2 separate regions of the Bos taurus genome follow, and region 2 is linked to region 1. Evidence: chromatin contacts called from public Hi-C data. All regions are on one chromosome and are shown on one strand. Each heading gives the region's core, a stretch centred on a gene start, on an enhancer-like site or on the middle of the called end of the contact. The rest is flanking DNA. Distances are from core to core; before and after follow the strand shown. Region 1 overlaps ZMIZ1 (zinc finger MIZ-type containing 1). Region 2 has its middle 4.9 kb from the start of PPIF.

Evidence for each region. A called contact is a pair of places that touch in the nucleus more often than the background predicts.
Region 2: a Hi-C map of skeletal muscle shows a contact between it and region 1, with 3 times the contacts expected there. The contact joins two enhancer-like sites. A contact is called at or near these places in 2 of 11 Hi-C or Micro-C datasets (liver and skeletal muscle).

The regions. Positions count from the first base shown.
Region 1 is chr28:34,849,826-34,856,045 of ARS-UCD2.0, reverse strand. All of the region lies in intron 4 of ZMIZ1 (zinc finger MIZ-type containing 1), which reads right to left. Among named protein-coding and RNA genes, the nearest start is that of ZMIZ1, 59 kb to the right of the region's middle. Within about 2 kb of position 2,740, at least 60 of the 102 cell types and tissues checked have an H3K27ac peak or open chromatin away from gene starts, as enhancers often do. A contact at or near this core is called in skeletal muscle, where this site is marked.
Region 2 is chr28:34,958,712-34,964,931 of ARS-UCD2.0, reverse strand. No RefSeq gene overlaps it. Among named protein-coding and RNA genes, the nearest start is that of PPIF, 4.9 kb to the left of the region's middle. Within about 2 kb of position 2,196, at least 3 of the 102 cell types and tissues checked have an H3K27ac peak or open chromatin away from gene starts, as enhancers often do. A contact at or near this core is called in skeletal muscle, where this site is marked.

The sequences.
Region 1 (6,220 bases), core at 1,491-3,990:
AGGGGAGGTGGAGATGGAAGGTGGCCCCCAGACCCCCACGGCCTTGTTCAGGGGCTGTCTTCTTTGTCTGGAGCACCCTGAAGTGTGGACTGGGGAGGCAGCCCCCGAGATGGCTTAAGGTGGTCACGGGACCAGACGAGAAAACCACTGCTACATCAGCTCTCTTCCCATTTTGGGGATGTTGCTAGTTCAGGGAGGACAGTATCAGTTTCCTGAATCCCAGGCTCCATTTTTAACTGGCAGAGAGCTGGCCCAGACTCTACCATGGGGCAGGCGCCTGGAGCTATACCTGGACGCAGGGTCTACTCTCTACTGTCTTTACCTGGACAGTTAACATCTAAATATGGTCAGGGAGGCTGGTTTGCCAGATAAGGTGGTAACAGAGAGAAGAAAGTTTTCTTTTCAAATTTCCCTCTTGAAGTCAAAATAAGTAAGCAACCACATGAAGCATACAATCAGAGTATGAGTGGGACTGGAATACGGCAGGGTGAGATGAGGATGAGACGCAGGTGATGGAAAGGGGGCCGTGACTTGTTGCTGGGGTTGTGGGTGCCTCACTGCGCACCCCCGGGGGACCATGGGCACTGTGGCTCTGCCGGGCATCTCCGCCAAGGCGTGTATTGGAGGGTACATCCACCCGCCCCGACCCCAAGGAGACCCCAGCCAATAACAGATGCCAGATGCTGGATAAAAACCTCCTCGTTCTGGCCTCTTAGGCTGACTGAGGGGTGCATTCTACTCCATCTCCAGGAGCTCCCCGCACCAGGTATGGCACTTCACATCACACTCTTTCAATCACATCATTCCCTTCCCCATCTCATTTCTCTGCTTCTCTACTGGTGTTTTCTGGGCTCTTCCAAATAAATCGCTTGCACTGGAAACGTCATGGTGGGGTCTGCACCTGGGGGAACCCAGACTCGGACACACATCATGTGACTGAGGCGCCTCCAGCAGCCTTTCCTTCCCCCATCGCGTCACAGACCCCCGTCCCCATCATGTGGTCCAATCCTGAGTGTGGAGTCCCGGCTGGGGTTCTGGACTGGAGCGGTGAGGATCCAGGTAAGACAAGTAGTCCCCTCTTGAGAGGGTTCTGTATGATCTGTTGGGGTCCTAGCCCCTAGGCAGCCCTGCTGTGAGCTGATGCCCTCATCCCCCGACCCTCTCTCCTCCGGACAGGCCTGGAAAGCAGATCTCCAGCAGCTGTATCCTAGCACACCCCGGCTCTGTGGGGAGCCAGCGATGAGCTAATCCTGAGAAGAGAGGGAGGCAGGAAGAGTAGCCTCCCCTACAAGTAGGGGCCTGCCCCTGGGGCCCTCAGGGAACCAGAGAAGGCCATGCTGGGGAAACTGCTGAGCCAGCCTAGAGACCAGGGTGCTCTCCCCTCCCCCAACCCCTGCAAACTCCAGCCAAACTCCAGAGAAACCCACAACCACCCTGGAGGCTTCTGCTAACAACAGAATCCATGCTCCCTGCAGAAAATATGGGAAACAAAGTTGACGATCTCCCCGCATCCAGATAGATTCCTGATTTCTAAGTTGACATTTTGGTATATTCCCTTCTGTTTCCTGTTTCCTGTGCCTAACCAAATGTATATTTTGTTTCTGCACCTAGCTGAGGTCTTACTGAGCATGACATTTTGTTACCCTCTAAAAAAATTAATATTATGTCATAAGCATTTCCGTACGTACAATCATTCTTAAGGGACCTCACTTTTCAAGGCTGCAGAGTGGCCACTGAAATAGTTCCCGTTTCTCCGCGCCTTGAAGCTATTTCCAAATCTGCCCTCTCATTCTTCTGGGGCACTGCCCCCCTCCTCGTTCACTCCGGTCACCCCAGGGACCATCACACACCCCTCCCCCAATTCCTCAGCCTGGGAACGCTGCGTCCACAAACCCTCGGTCACATGGGCTCCTCCCGCGGCCCCCCCCCACACCCCCGCCGCCGTTCTTTTTCCCCAAGAGCAGAGTGAGGCCACTGGATCCCAGGCCTCAGCCCTCAGGGAGCCAGGGAACGGGAGGGAGCCCAGGGCCACCAGTCCAGGACGACCTATCCCACCTGCTCATTCAGGGTTACTCAGAAGGGGCACACCTCCCCTGGAGGTGTTACCCTCCCCTGGAGGGTTACTCAGAATGGGGACACTGCTCCATCTGGAGGTCCTGCTTCCAGCCCTGGAATTCAGATAACTGCTCTGTCTCTTCCCTGTTAGAGCCTCAGTTTCCTCCTCTACAAAATGGGTGTGCTGATAAGAGGCCCCCGTGGCCTCTCCCACAGCAGTGACCCGATGGAAGATGACTGATAAACAGGTTCTGTCCTTTAAACAGAGCTGACTGCAAGTCGGTTCCCAGGGGCCGGGTGATGAAATCCAGAGCCCTTTCCTGAGCAGGACCTGACCTGGAGTGCAGAGGCGGCTGAGCAGGAGGAAGGAAGCCAAGTCCCTCCCCGACAGCCCAGCTCTGCTGAGCTCAGATGTGGGGGTGGGGGCTGGTGTCCCGGAGGAAGTCTGTCCCTGGCCTTGATGAGGTGCCCAGCCCGGCGGCCTGGCATTTCAAGGGCAAGGGCCCGCCTGCCCGCTGTCTCTGGGGGCAGCCAGCAAGCGTTCACAAATCCCCTGCAATTTGCACCCACCAATCCCTCCCGCTCGCTGGGCGGCTGCGAGCCGTTTTTCACGCAGAGCTGCGCACAGCTTTGTCTTAGACAGATCTGGCAGGGTGTCCCTGAATAGGACCATTTGTCCTCTCTGGTGCTGGTGACGGGAAGGCGGCTGCATGCTCTGGGGTGGGCAGAGGCAGAGGGGGTGCAGAGAGGCCAAGGGGGAGGCGTGAAGGTAGGATAGGAGCTGGGATGCCAAGAGAGGCCAGGACTGTGACCACCACTGCGGGGATCTGAGAATTCCACCCTCCCACCTCCACCCAATTCAGTCGGATGGGAGCAAGAAGGAATGTCTTTAACGACAGAGGAAAATGGTTTACGACCAGCTTTCTGCTCAGAGAGTCCTGGGTGGAAGTGGTGAAATGACCTGGCTGGCCTCTGAAGCCTGTGTCCCATCCCAGCTGTCCAGCGGGGGTGGGACACTTACCATTGGCCGCCCCCAGGGCTGGGGTCTGTCTCTGAGCTGCAGAAATCCCCCTGGGACTGAGGGTTTCCAGGGAGGTCCAAGATTCTCCTGAGCCTCTCCTGAGTGGATCACAGGCTATAGATCGACAAGGGCAGGGCTGGGGCCCCATCGCATTCCTAATTCTTCCCCTCCCAGGCTGGCCAGGGGCCCAGGGCCGCCCTCAGCCCCCTCCCGGGGTCTGCTGGCCGCCCCTCTAGGGGCTGTCAGCGCACTGGAGAAACCAGACCAGGCAGATGGTTGTCGACACAGAGCAAGTGATCCACTTTGCTTGGGTTACCACCCCTGGGCCCAGGGCTCAGGCTGCAGTGCTGGGATGTGAGGGTGTGTGTAGGACAGAGGTAAGAAACACACATGTCCACAGGGCCCAGCAGGCTTCCAAATTCAGGAAATGCTTGGGGTGTGAGACATGGAGGAAGCTCAGCACCTTTTCCAGGGGTCAGCCTCCACCCAGTCCATGGCAGGTTGGGAGCCAAGGTTGCCATTCAAAGGAAGCCAGGCATTTGACTGGACAGTACAGCCTCGCAAAGAGTGAATGCTGGAAACTAACATGCATTTTTAAAAACCTCCAGTTAGATCTCAGCTGTCTGCAGGTCACATCCAGCCCACAGGCGGGTGACTGACAACTCCCTCCGCTTGTCCCTAAAAAGTCTGGCCTCCTCTTCCTGGGAGGTTTCGGGGGCTGCCTTCTCCAGCCCTGACCTCTCCCGAGTTCTCTGGTCCCTGCTCCAAATGCCTGTTGGTCGCCTCTCCCAGGATGCCCCCGGGATACCCTGGCACCCCCAGACCTGCTGCTCTCTTCACATCTTCCACTCTGCCAGCAACCTCATGCCTCTCACCTCTCACCTCTCACCTCTCAGGCAGGAGCCCAGGGAGGCAGGAGGGGTGTGAGGACAGGCAGTGGGCACCTGAGGCTTTTGTCTGGGCTCCACCCTGCCTTGCTGTGACCTGGGGCAGGTCCCCCTTTCTCTGGGCCTTGGGCTCCCCATCCCGTGGGTTCTGACATTCCCTATTCTATTATTTTAACACGCCACTGGGCTGCTCAAAGGGGTCAGCTCAGGGGACTGAGTCATTCAAGGACAATAGCAGAGGCACACGGAGGGCTCTTGGGGACCTTGGACATGGCGACTGCCTGGAGCCCGGTGCCCTCATAGCCAGCAGATGTGGGCCTCTCGGAGCCAGGGAGGTTGACATTTCAGCACTGCCTGCCAAATTGCTGAGAGCTGGCATGCAGCAACCTGGGGAGCAGGGTGGGCCTGCTGTGGCCAAGGAGGGGGAACAAGGGGAGGCGCAAGGCAGGTGACCTTCTAGATTGAGGCAGGGGGGCCCTTGCCCCCCAAGGACCTTCCCAAGGAGGAGGACGCTGCCACGTGTGCGTGTGTGCGCGTGCTTCCGTGTGCGAGCACACAGGCTAAAGGCTGCACCAGAACAAAGAGCTGGGGGCTGGGTATCAGAGGGGCCCACGTGGAGACGCCTGACTTGGCGGTTTGCTGCAGTGTCTGCTCTGCGCTCACGCTCCATCTCTGTCTCTCTCTCTCTCACACACACACACACAGACATGCACGCACCGCACAGCACTGCCCCCAGGCCTGAGCTCGTGTTCCAGAGCCCACACACCCAGCGCACCGCCATCTCTCCTGACAAAGCACCGCTCTGCTCCTTGCTGCATGAGCTCATCCCACCGGCCCTCTGGCCCCAGCCTGGCCTCCTGACAAGAGAGACAGACAGGGAGAGGGAGCTGGAGAGGGGTGGCGGAGGCACAGAGAGGGAGACGCACACACAGACACACACGTTCACCACCACACATGCACGCACACACACAGACACACACGTTCACCACCACACATGTACGCACACACACAGACACACACGTTCACCACCACACATGCACACACACACACAGACACACACGTTCACCACCACACATGCACGTGCACACACAGACACGTTCACCACCACCACCACACACACACACACGTGCACACACACACATATCACAACACAGGGAGAAAGTCAGAGGCAGTAGGGAATGGAAGGAAAGACAGGGACAGACACACGGCATTAGAGACCCTCAGGGAGAAAGGAGAGGGAGACACCGGGACTGAGTGAGGCAGAGCGGGAGCCAGGAAGACGGGCAGGCAGAGAGGCTGCAGGAGCTCCGGGGACAGATTGTGTTCTAGAACTGCAGAGGCCTGGCTGGGAGACGCCCAGCTGTAGCCAATGTGTGCACTGCACACCCCGAGGACCTTCCCAGCTGTACCCAAAGTGGGGGCTAGACAGGTCATGCACCCACCCACAGAGCCCCAGAGACAGAGAGCAGTGGTAAGCAGCTTCGCTGGTGCGGAAGGGGCCTTAGAGAGGTTGGGGACCACGCAGGGGAGAGATGGCAGAGAAGGGCGGCCGGAAGCGACCTGCCGCGGCACCCACCGCACACCAGGGAAGCTCAGTTAGTCTCCTGGGCAGCCTGTGGGATGGGCATATAATCCCTCCTTGCAGATGAGGCCGCAGCTCTGGGAGGTGGGCAACGTGGTAAAGATGGGGGCCAGTGCTGGAGCCGCTTCTGAAATTTGGGGTCACTACCCTGTGCTCCACGGTCTCTACCCCTCTCCTGGTCTGGCTAGTCCCCCGCAGACCCTTTATCCCACCAAAGAAACTTTCAGCTGGCGCTTTCCCCATCAGACTGGCACCCTGCCTTCCCAGAAGATGGGCCAAGCAGAGGATGGCTGGGACCCTGAGAGCTACGAGGCCCATACTTCTCAAGGGGGTGTTGGCAGCCTGTGAAACGTGGTTAGTCATGGCTCTTGGTGCTGACCAGGCTTTGACTCTTGGTAAGTGAATTTATGTGACAGCTAAGGCACAGGTCCTGCTGGGCCTCGGCATTCTCAGCTATGGAATGGGTATACTGAGAACTCACCTTAGGGGCCCAGAGCCTGTCATGTGACTAGATAGACATATATATGGGAAAGGGCTTTATAGACTGTAAAGAGCTACCCACACCTTGGGGTTACAGACGGAAAAGGAACAGAACCCTTATCTCAGGAGCAGAAGGGATGTTGGAAATACCATTGAGAGACAGGCAGGGCCATGTTAGAGAGACTTGAGGGAAGC
Region 2 (6,220 bases), core at 947-3,446, 110 kb before region 1:
CTCAAGCTGGCTCCTGGAGGGACTCTGTCTCAGTGGAGTATGAGAGTCCAGTGCCAGGGAAGAGCTGCCTTCATTTGTGTAACCTCCTTAATTTCCAAAGCCCTTGCCTAGCCCTCACCGCAGCCTGAGAAGCAGTTCCATTGCCTAGATGGGGAAGCAAGGCCCAAAGTGTTAGGCGAGGAGGTGCCTAAGGACAGAGCTGGAAGGAGTCTGACCCGGAAATCAGGGTTTGCATTTGTCGTGATTATCAAGGAGCTGGTAGTTGGGACAGAGTGGGGAGGGCAACAGAGACCAACCTTGGACAGATGACACAGCAAGAGAGAAACTAAGGAGTTAGCCAGGGGGCCGTGGAACTCAGGGGACAAGGAAGATGGTTTCTGTCTGGGGAGTCAGCCTGGAGACAACTGCATTTGAGGGACAGAGACAAAAAGATGCAGAGAGGAGATTCCAGAGGGGGAATGAGCCAAGGCCAGCCCAGAACTGGGAGAGGTCAGGGCACCTTCAAGGAAAGGCTCCAGTATTAACCATGAGCTGAAAGCCTGGCAGGGGATGAGGCGTGGCGGCCACGGAGAATCCTGAAGGCCAGGCTGAGGTCTCACGTTGTTGAATAGCACTGGGAAACCACGGATGGTGCAATACTTCATTCCACTGTGTTATACCTTCTATCCTCTTTGGAAAATCAAACATCATCACTGCCTCTTGCCTGAGCCAGAGAAAATTGCACCTGCTCCACAGGCTCAGCTGTGAAATCATTTCTCCCTGTGCTGACCTCAGTCGGCATCAGGAGCAGGGACTGTCCCTGGCCTGAGCCGTGGACTGAAACATGCCCAATCCGCACCCAGGTGAGACGGGGTAGGTGTCACCCTCACCTGGCTCTGAGGTTATTTATAAACTCTGTGTCATCCTTAGAAACAGCAGTTGCTCTCTGCTCAGCCCAAGTGGCTTCTCATCCAGGGTGTTAATGGTTTTCATCACTCAGGGATCCTGTAAAGCCATCTGTAGGCCTCACAGAGCCAAAGAGCTGTCAGATTATGCTGACATCTGGGGTTGCAAGCTCAGATACCTGTGGGGGCCGGGCAGTGACACCTCAGGGTGAGGCATGCTGGGCAAGGCTATAGGGAGAAAGTGGAGGCAGCACTGTGTCCTGTGTCCAAACAGCACCGTTAAAGGGCAGCTCCTACCCCAGCCGGTCAATTATTGTATGTATACAATGGGTCCAGTGTAGTCAAATCTCATTTTTCAATAAAAACTGAAAACTTCGGGTTTTATGGAAATCTCCCAACTCATATATTGGCAACTCATTTTAAAATAAAATTAAACCCTAAATAAGCCCTAAACAGCATATTCACACCCTGGCTGGGGCCTCTGGCCCTGTAGTTTGCAAGCTCTAATCTCTACTGTGTAGATGAGAGACCTGAAGTTCAGAGAGGGAAAGGAACTTGCCTCTGGTCACACAGCCTCGAAGTACTGGGACTGTGGTCAAACCCCTCTCTTCACACTTACCGGGGCTCTTTCTGCAAGATTCACTCAGCAGACATGTTTTCAGGGCTCCTACTAAATGCAGGATCTGAGCTTTACCCTCAAGATACAGAATAGCTCCTGTTTCTTCTAGGTGGTCTGTGGGGTTACTAATGTCTGCGTCACAGAACTGTTCATATTAGGGAGCTGGTGAGGGGCATTGAGCATGAGGGCCTCTGTGAATGAATGAATGAATGAATGCACACCGCCTGACCTAGGCCAGCTGAGGACTCGGTCAAGGTGGGAAGGCTGGCTTTGAGTGAATGATGTGGTGCCCTATGGATGTGTACCCTAAGGTGCACTCCTGTGAGTGGATTTTTTTATGGGTGGATTTAAAAACATATATATTTATTATTTTTATTTGGATTTGCTGGGCCTTAGTCAGAGTATGTGGGATCTAGTTCTTCAACCAGGGATCAAACCTGGGCCCCTACATTGGGAGGGTGGAGTCTTAGCCACGGGACCACCAGCGAAGTCCCTGATAGATGGATTTTTTTTATGGGTAGATTTTTACTACTGCTGACCCAAGACTCCCTTTAATAATGTAAGAACACCATCATCACACCAACTGATGTGTAATATTTGGAGGCTTGCTTAAGTATATTCATCAGACCGTGTGTCTTTTGATCCACAACACAACTTGTGAGGTCAGCTGGGCTGGAATGTTATCTCACCTAGTAGAGGAGGGAACTGGAGCTGTAAATAGCAAAGTGGCAGACAGCCTAAGGCTATACTGAGGAGCCAGCCCTTGAGCCAGGGTCACTGAGTTTGGGCTCTTTCCACTCTATAAAATGGTTATGTGGCTAAGACTCCATGCTTCCAATGCAGGGGGCCTGGGTTCAATCCCTGGTTAGGGAACTAGATCTCACATGCTGCAGGTAAGACCAGGGCGGCCAGGTAAATAAACCAATACAAAGTTATGATGGCATCTTTCCCTGATCCCACCCCCGGTGAGTCAGGCGGGCTCTAAGATGATCCCCAGGGATGCCCCAGTAGTCACAGCCTGGCGTTGCCCCCATCTTGGATGTGGGCTGGACATAACAACTTCCTCCTAGTGAACAGAATAGGGCAAAAGTGGTGGGGTGCCTCTTCCAAGATTAGGCAACAAGGAGACTGTGCTTCCCGCCTTGGGCTCGCTCTCTCTGTCTCTCCTCAGCCGCTGCCCTTTAACACACTCAGGCAGCCCGTGGAGGCCCCGGTGGTGAGGAACCCAAACTGGCCAGCCACTACAGGAGAGACTTAGACATGCATCTTCTGCAGGCAGCCAGCAGCCATGTGAGCCAGCTTGGAAGTGGATCCTGCAGGTCCCGTAGAGCCTTGGGGTGACTGCCGCCCAGCTGGCGCCTTGACCACCACCTCCTGAGAGACCTTGAGCCAGGAGACCCAGCTAAACCATGCCCAGACATCTGACCCACAGGAACCCTGAGACAATAAGATGCTTGTTCCTTTAAGCTCCTCAGTGTTGGGTCACGTGTTATGCAGCACAGATAACTAATAGATAGATGAAACCTGTAGCCAGGGCCCTTTAAAACCCAGCTCCTATCCCATTGCTCCACACACAGCTCCACTCTGACCTGCCATCTCAGCAGGCTTGTGTCTTCACCCACTCTTGGCAGAGACCTCAGGGCCGAGTTGGCGACAACTGGCCCTGAGAGATGGCCTGATGGGTCTTGGTGACCATGTGGGCTGGGCTGCTATTGTTGTCTCATTCCTCTGAAGGAGAGAATACGTGGAGCCTGAGAGAGAGGGGAAGGTGTGAGGAAGCCATTGGCAAGAGGGCCTGAGCTAGGGATTAGCCATGGCATTCCAGTGGCCTCAGAGAAAGGACAGTACTTCTTAATAACTTAATAACACCCCATCCTCAGGAGGAACCTGCTAACTGGGGGATTAACTCTGTTTACAGATGAAGGAATGGGTGTCCAGAGAGGGTAAGCAATTTCTCCAAGGTCCCTCAAGTGTCAAGTGGAGACTGGCATTCTTCCCCATTCTCCTTGGCTATGTGTCTTCCTTCAGGAACTGGTGGGTTCCAAGTGGCACCTCTTAGGTGGATCATACCAGATAGCATCCCTTTCTTACAGCCTTTCTTCCGGCTAGCCTGACACTACTTGGTGGTTTTGATCTGCCATCCCATCTATCCTTGTGATAACTCCACAAGGGAGAGGCTCCTGTCTGCACACGGTGAGGACAGCTCCAAGCCAGTGACTTACCCAAGCCGCACAGATACCAGGTGGCTGAGCAGGACTTGCCCAGGCCTGGCTGGCTCCAAAGCTTGCATTGCCCCTGCTCTGGCTGGGTCTTCTTGCCCTAGAGAATCTACCATTGGTTTTCAGCCCTGCTGGAGATGGTGTCCATTTGCACAGGTGAGCGATGTATAAACACACATATACTGTTATTCACACAGAGTCAACAGGAAAAGGAGCCCTCAGCAGGACTCAAGAGCTTCCCAAGCCAGCTCAGGTCAGCCATCGTGCACACCCACACCCACCTGTGTTGGCCAGCCCTGGTTGGTATTGTTATCCTAAGGATAACAATATCCTAAGGACAGGGCCTCATTGCCACATTCCCTAAAAGTGGGACTCGAGCCTCTGCCAAGACTAAGGGGCTGCTTGGGCCAACCTCATCTGAGCTCTGAGCTCTACTCTGTGGCTGCCAGGAGGCAAAGAGCCTGCAATTCTGCATCCCCATCCCTGCTTTTGGTTTGTTTGTTTCTCCCGTTGACCTGTGTGATTTTCTTGAATCTATTGGCTTTACCCTCAGTCTCTACTTACTAACATTTATATCTCTTCCTCTTCCAGTTGAATAAATTCCCTTTGAATTAACATTGCCTACCCTCTACATAATCAAGATTGCCTACCAATGATGCTAAGTTTTGTTTTTTCTTCCAATTAAAATAAGCACTATAGTCTTAGATGCTTGATAACAGTAAGAATACTTATCATTTACTGCACACTCAATATAATTGCACAAGGTAAGAATTTACATTCTTTCTTCCTATTTTGGCTGAGCCATGTGGCTTGTGGGATCTTAGTTCCTTGACCAGGGATTGAACCTGGGCCTTTGACAGGGAGAGCATGAAGTCCTAACCACTGGACTGCCAAGGAATGCCCTATATTACTTCTTAATCCTCCACGGCCCTTAGGAACAGGTACTAGTGTTAACTGATCTTTATAAAGCAGTTATAAAGAGCTCCTCTTTGGAGGTCTCCAAAATTAACAGAGGTTATATAAGCTGTCTGACGTTACAGGGTCTTCCTCGCATTAAGTGGCTAAGCCTGTATTTGACTTGACTTGGCCTAATCTCAGAATTAATCTCCATTGTCCCTGAATTTTAGTACAAAAGGTTAGCAGATAGTAGTTAGACTGGAAGAGGCCTCAACTTATATAACAAAGATTTCAGATATTAGATGAGCTTGGAAAATTGACTGACTCTCAGGCTGTGTTCCTAAGACTGCATGTCAGTATCACAGGGCTGTCCCTGGCCTAGGTTCAATCCCTGGCTGGGGAACTAAGATCCCACATGTCATGTGGCATGGCCAAAAAAAGAAAGAAAGAAAGAAAGAAAGTACATGAGCAATTCAACAGTTCATTATAAAATAGGCTTAGTGTTAGATGATTTTCCTCAACTGTAGTCCAATGTAAGTGATCCACTTATGTTTAAAGTAGGCTAGGTTAAGCTATGATGCTTGGTAGATTATGTGTATTAAATGCATTTTTGACTCAGGATTTTCAACTTAAGATGTGTTTATGGGGATGTAACCCTATTACAAGTTGAGTCTGACCCTCTGAAAGTTGTTGTGAGGTCTGTTGAGATGCTGCAAGTCAAGCCCTTGACACCATGCCTGGCACAAAGAAAGGGTGGAAATGACTTTCTTTTCAGCCCGGATCTGCCTCTCAATCATCCCAGCCATAGAGCCCACAAGGGGCTGACTTCAGGGGGTATCTGTCACCCCTAAGCTCTGAGCAAACAATGAACAGAAGGGCCACCCTTGGGCTCTCTTTGCCTATTGAGGGATCAGAGAGGCCAGTCCAGTCACCCCTGAGCCAGACCTGGCAGAGTCACCGTGAGGGCTGGGCTCAGCAAAGAGGTGGGGGAGGGAGAGAGAGGAGTCTGCGTGGCGGCAGGTGTGTGTCTGGGGAGGGTCCTATGGCCAAGGCTCGGGGGTTGCTCAGCCTCCTGTCCTCGATTCTTGTTTCAGTCTCATCAGGCACTGTGGTTGGACTTACTGTCTGATCCTTCTCCAGCCCCACAGGCCACTCTCTAGGACGCCTTGTTTGCTGAAGTCCCCCTGTCCCACGTGGCACCAGCCTGGTCTGCTCAGCTGTTCCTCTCCCCAGGGCTGTCCCCACAAGCCATCTCCTTTGACAAAGGGCCAGTGTTGTTGGGAGGGCAGGTGCTATGCAGTCAGGATGGCAGCCAGGCCCGCATGGATTCTGGGCGGTCAGATCACAGAGGAGTGACCAAGGCCGGGCTGGTTGGGGCCAAGGCCAACAGGTCTTCTTTGTTTTTATTGGTTTTGAGCCACTTCCCCAGAAAGAGGTCAGGGAGGGAGCCAGTCCGATGCTTGGCTTGGGGAGATGATATATATTTGCCAAGTCAGTGGCCAGAGGTTAGATGAAGGCCCCCAGGAAGGGTACAGTTTCTCCACCCTCCTCACTACTGGCCCAAGTCCCCAGTGCAACTTGAGACCAGCAGCAGAGAGCTG